Regions from separate parts of the Salmo salar genome. Here region 2 is linked to region 1. A link is a contact called in public Hi-C data. All regions are on one chromosome and are shown on one strand. Each heading gives the region's core, a stretch centred on a gene start, on an enhancer-like site or on the middle of the called end of the contact. The rest is flanking DNA. Distances are from core to core; before and after follow the strand shown.

Region 1 (3,275 bases), core at 371-2,870:
CCCAATAGCTGTTAACATGTCGATATCAAGGGCAATGTGTATGATTAGATAGCCAAATCCACAGTTAGCGTAATAGCTAACCACAGATGTCACGACAGCTGTCATTGGCTCATATGGCTGATAGCTTACGTTACACAATACCCTTTGACAACAATACAGTATCTACCCAGCAAACATGACCCCATGTGAGTATTTGGTGGGCACGGGCTAACCCACAACAAGCCCAACACGGGCTAGCCCACAACAAGCCCAACATGGCTTTCCCACACTAGTCCAACAAAGGTTAGCCCACACCAAGCCCAGCTTCTTCATAAATGTAAAGGTGGGGGCTCATTAGAATAGTTAGTGGCGTGGTTTGCAAATATGTTAAAGTGAAAAAAATGAGTGTTTGGAACTTTAAAGACAATTATCTAGGAATCATATTTTTTCAGATAGAACCTTATAGTTCTATGGTTATTTTTGTGCAATCTTACTAGTGAATTTAAAAAGAAAAAAATACCTTGTACATTGTCAATGACGAATACTGTAAAACAATATATATTTATAAGTGCATGAGACATGACAACTAAGTTTCTCTGGTAATGATATATATATATATATCATTACCAGAGAAACTTAGTTGTCATATATATATATATATATGATAACGACAACATTGTTGTCTTTCTGATACAATGTAACAGGCAGCCGATCCAAAAGGGTGGGCTTATTTCAGGAAAAGTGAGGGCTGCCCTTGGGGCCAATGTGGAGCCTTTGAGCAAAGGCGCATCCTACATGGGTTTAACCCGCATTGGGACCACATCCTGCCAATGTGGGCACATTTTCTAGGCAAAGTGAGGGCTACCCTCACCCCCACACTGAGCCAATGTCTTTGGGGCAAATGTGGAGCCGATGATCAGAAGGCACATCGGCCCAATGTGGGAAGCCTACATGTGGCCAATATTTTTGCCCGCATTGGGCCCATATTGTCATTGTGCCAATGTGGACAAATTGGCTCGGTATCTAGGCTAGTTAACTACGCAGTGGGAGCTCACCTGAAAATTGTCCAACGCAGAACTATTGAATAACGAAATCCAATACCTCCACAACAGCGAAGAGAAAAGGGGTTTAAGCGAATCTATCAACAGTAAAACTAGACAAGTCCACCTCCCCGGCTACAAACAGCTAACGTTAGCTACAAGAAATAGCTAGCTTAGCATCTGATGCTAGCAGCTACCTGTCAGTCTAGTCACGCGGTGGTAATATCGAAGTATCTTGCTCTATATCGTGATGTTAAAGATTGAGAAAACGCATTAATTCATTAGTTACTTATCACTGTCGCTATTATTGTTGTTAACGAGGTTAAAAGCCTTCGGCTTTAGTGGTGCACCACTTCCGACTCACAACGGAAACTTTGACCGGAAAACCCTCCTCTCAGCCAGAAAGGCAAATCGTTACTGCCATATAGCAACAACTTGATGACCAGTATCAAATATATACTCACATCTAACCACACGACTGAATGAGATGTCAACTGCTTTGGGAATAATGTAGCTATGGCATAGATGTTTTTCCAGTCTTGCCTTGAATTGAAGAGAAGTTGAATCATGGCAATAAACTCTTTCTGTGTTGTGGGCTTGTGGAGTGAAATGCATGGTCTGTGGCGCCACCTACGGGTTATTTCTGATCCCTTTCCAAAACTCAGGCCTGACAGTCATCGGAAGTTCGACATCGAATAGATTAGATGATGGGTGAGTTTTAGCAAGCATATGGAGTTGCATAACCATCACTTAAGAATATCTGACTTTTAAGAAAGTGCTCATCATTATGATCAGATTATTGTACATGTCTTATATGATCTTTCACTGATTAAAGTGAAACTGGAAACACATCTCCCTCACTAGCTTTAAGCACCAGTTGACAGAGCAGCTCACAGATTACTGCACCTGTACATAGCCCATCTATAATTTAGCCCAAACAACTACCTCTTCCCCTACTGTATTTATTTATTTATTTTGCTCCTTTGCACCCCATTATTTCTATTTCTACTTTGCACTTTCTTCCACTGCAAATCTACCATTCCAGTGTTTTACTTGCTATATTGTATTTACTTCGCCACCATGGCCTTTTTTTTGCCTTTACCTCCCTTATTTCACCTCATTTGCTCACATTGTATATAGACTTATTTTTCTACTGTATTATTGACTGTATGTTTGTTTTACTCCATGTGTAACTCTGTGTTGTTGTATGTGTCGAACTGCTTTGCTTTATCTTGGCCAGGTCGCAATTGTAAATGAGAACTTGTTCTCAACTTGCCTACCTGGTTAAATAAAGGTGAAATAATTTTTGGGCCCGAACAATAATACAAGTATGTAAAACTGTCTAATAAACATTCTGCAGTGAAGTGCATGAGACGCACACACTACATAATACATTGTGAAACTGTGATCTGATGAATTCTTTTAAGATGCATCCTTTCCATTTTTATGAACCTGATTTTATTTGGTAAATTGTGTGTGTGTGTATATATACAGAGCTCCAGAAGATGGCTGCAGAGGTGTTTGGGATGGAGGCAGCTCTCAGGGCTTCTGAGTGGTGCAGTGGTCTAAGGCACTGTATCTCAGTGCAAGAGGTATCACTGCAATCCCTGGTTTGAATCCAGGCTGCATCACCTCTGGATGTGATTGGGAGTCCCATAGGGTGGCGCACAATTGGCCCAGCGTCGTCTGGGTCTGGCCGGGGTAGGCCGTCATTGTGAATAAGAATTTGTTCTTAACTGCCTAGTTAAATAAAGGTTAAATAAAAAAAATAAACATCCCCTCTGGAACCATGGTAAACCTCATAACCAGCGACAGCCCGCCCAAATATATATATATATATATATATATATACATACATACATACATACAAAACATTAAGAACACTGGCTCTTTCCATGACAGACTGACCAGGTGAATCCAGGTGAAAGCTATGATCCCTTATTGATGTCACTTGTTTTTTATTTAACCAGGCTCTTGTTAAATCCACTTCAATCAGTGTATATGAAGTGGAGGAGACAGGTTAAAGACGGATTTTTAAGCCTTGAGACAATTGAGACATGGATTGTGTACGTGTGCTATTCAGAGAGTGAATGGGCAAGACATACAATGTAAGTGCCTTTGAACGGGGTATGGTAGTAGGTGCCAGGCACACCGGTTTGTGTCAAGAACTGCAACTGTGCTGGGTTTTTCACGCTCAATAGTTTCCTGTGTGTATCAAGAATGGTCCACGGAATGCCACCGTGGGCGCATAGGCCG
Region 2 (3,145 bases), core at 13-2,512, 200 kb before region 1:
TCATGTCAATACCGAGAATTCATTCCAGATGACGTTATCCTATAGCTTCTCGACTTTGACAGCTCCTAGATAGCATGACGTTATCGCACATGAGCGCACTGGTGGATGGAGAGAATTGGGATCCTCACAAGACCCCCCCCACACACACACACAAAGAATATTACATAAAATGATGTGTGGGTAGGACACTGATTATTCAAACACAACAATATTTGACAGCAAGCAACGTTTTCCCCTATGTAACGGGACTGCATGGCAATAATAACGGTTGACGTGCGCCTGCACCGACAATGACTCATGCACTTACGGTATCGAGTTCACTTTTAATGCAGTGCGAAATACGATATTAAAATACCCAACACTTACAAGGACTTAGTAGCATACATTAATTCACGTCTATGGATGCGCGTCAAAAGGGGGGCGCGTTTTGCGCCCTAATAACCCACAAACCTGTATTTCTAATTTCCTCCGCGAAACTGCGTAGCTCTTCACAAATCCAGAATAGCCTATTAGCGTAACTGTATAACCCGAGGGCTATTATTCTGGCAATGCACAGGACTGAAGGCAAGGTTTCGGTTCCAATATGATTATTCTGTTACACATTATCTTAGGATAGACAGCTGGCACGCTGACTATACTGTAACGTTAACGCAATGGCAACACGCTCCACTTTATGTTAAAGGGATACACTCCCCCCACTCACGCCCCCTTATATGATTATATTCAGTGGATACTGGATATAAATAGGCTACTGGTAAGTGCTTTTCAATATAGCCAGCTGTGTTCCTTATTGGAGCTAGGCTACGCTAGAATGGATATTCTCCCAATTGCGTACTTGTCATTATGTAACATGCGTTTTATTTCCAATATGAATACCTTACCTTTTTAACTCTTTTCTTGATTATTGATTCCACAGCAAACACTTGTTCACCAATCGCTGACAGCTCCATTGGTCCAGCACAGAACGTTCTGTCTGCTCTTTGAAATAGATTGATCCAGTACAAACGAGAATAAGTGCTGTTAGTTTAGCTTTCCGCTATAAAGTAACTGTAGACAGGCTATGACAAGTATCTACGCGTCGCTTTTCAAAAACGGCTGTTTTCTCCTCCCCCCGACCCTCCCTCTACAAACTGAGCATTGTTTTCGTTTAAGTTGGAGCTGAATTTCTCCCTTCCACTTCCTTGTACCAGATATTTCCGTATGTACAGTGACTTCTCAAATCTGCGACACATCTGCACTGCTTAGCGCGTCCCCGTGCTTCCAAAAGCTCGTCCTAGGCGCGCTCTTCGTTCCACAGCGCCAAAGCAACGCTGGCAGCTCGAGCCTGGACCAACGCTGGAACATGGGCCCGCGCACGCAGATGACACAAGCAGTAGCAGGAAAACAAAGTAACCAACCCTTGGCCCATTTCTTATAAATGTGCTCTACTCTCCATCCAAATTCCAACAGCAATTTCACTCAAGAAATTAAGCCACATCCTCACTAAGGAGTGTACATAAAGTGCCATTACAAGCATTTTATTTTTGTGAAAAACAAGAGAAAATAACACAACCAGGACCCTTCAATAGAGGGGAGAAGGTGGGTGGGATTGTCATGGCAAAAACAAAATCCTCTGTGTCACCACAGAGTTTCTTTTCCCAAACACCCTGATTTAAAGTAGTGAGGGGATTTTCTACCTGTGAGTTTGGTTGCCCAACCTGAAATCCCCTAGGGGAAGCCTCAGTCCAACAACCTCATTGATTTGTCTCATGAGTAGTGATAGTTGAAAATGATAAAATTATCAGTTTAATGAACCAGCGATTGGATGCTCAGATGAATAGGAAAACAGTTGGGATGGAGCTAATGAGGAGCAAAATTCAACAATCCCTCTTTAGGTAGAGAATAATGCCTGCTTCCTCTGTAAACACATTAAAGGCCTTATCAAGTCTTCAATAATACACAATATGTTGTTGTGATGATAAAGACCCATCAACCAACACAAATGGCTGATTTCAAAACTAACATGGTCTGGCTGGGCTCATGCCGTTCTTTCACTTTTTCCTTCTACACATGGATCACTTTCTCTTATTCATTCAACTGTCAACCTTTTCCCCTCTTACTCCACTTCTCACTCAGCATTCTGGACATTTCAGCCATGGCATCTACAGATAGATCAAAATCTAACAGTGCATTTTCAGTGAACAATTCTAAACCTTGGGTATAATAACCATTTCTACTGATTCCACAATTCTGTATATTTGGCAGGTGGATTTTTGGAAATAACTATTTAGCCATGGTCAATTGCTCAGGAGTTTTTCTTTACTACAAAACAGAAAATAACTCCCCATGGGCTGTGACTAGCCCATAACACAGGTTGGTGGATTTTCCTGGTCAGATCACATTGAAACCCTCCTGGCTCTACCTTGTTACAGTATATAGCCATGTGTCAATACCTGGGCCTAACACAACCTTAGCTTAGAGGAATTCTAGCTTGAAGACAGGAACTAGCAAGGCTTTCTACTAACAGACAGATGGCCTCAGCAGTAACTGAGAGGATAAAACAGCTGCATACACTGGGGGGGATATAATGTTGGCCGAGTGAAAAACTAATTGTGAGTGGTGACAGAGGAAGAGACACTGAGGTAAAGAAGAGATGTACAGTCATAGTAGAGCAGAGAATGACAAATAGAGATACACAAAGAAAAAGAGAAGAGAAACATGAAGATGCATCAGTGAATATACAGTACAGGGGTAAACAGGAGGGGGGGGGAGCGAGAGATAGATAGATACTGGTGTATTACACAGTCACACGCCTCCCATACTTGGAAACAGTAATGTACAAAAAAAAAAAACATAGAAAAATAATCAATATATAAACACAGAATCCCAAACAGTATGTTCATAAATCTAAGTGTTGTGTAGTGTGAAATGTTCTTGACCTCCCTGTATGAATCCATTTCCTTCATCACTTCAGGTTTCAGCCAGAGTCCAGCAATGGGTGAGTAAGCAAAAAAAGTACATCCGGCCAGTGCGCATCTGTGTGATTGGCTGAGCACAACCCCACCTGCTTTTCAATCTATACCCTGCTTGGACCACGCCAGTTATCCTGAGCAGCAACTGGGAAAAGTCTAATCCGGTAGAGAAAAGGTTGGCGGGCACATTCAAT

What was found. Hi-C and Micro-C count contacts between places; a contact is called where the count stands out from the background.
Region 2: a contact with region 1 is called in a Hi-C map of gill, with 3 times the contacts expected there. The contact joins the promoter of LOC106589529 here to the promoter of mrtfab in region 1. A contact is called at or near these places in 2 of 3 Hi-C or Micro-C datasets (gill and muscle).

Annotation. Positions count from the first base shown.
Region 1 is chrssa28:13,709,716-13,712,990 of Ssal_v3.1, reverse strand. It overlaps mrtfab (myocardin related transcription factor Ab), which reads right to left and starts at 1,620. Exons shown (of 18, transcript XM_045710328.1): 1 at 1,484-1,620.
Region 2 is chrssa28:13,913,833-13,916,977 of Ssal_v3.1, reverse strand. LOC106589529 (chromobox protein homolog 7) reads right to left here and starts at 1,262. Exons shown (of 6, transcript XM_014179624.2): 1 at 882-1,262. The coding sequence starts at 950. LOC106589528 (josephin-1) reads right to left here. Exons shown (of 6, transcript XM_014179623.2): 6 at 1,491-3,145. The coding sequence ends at 3,145.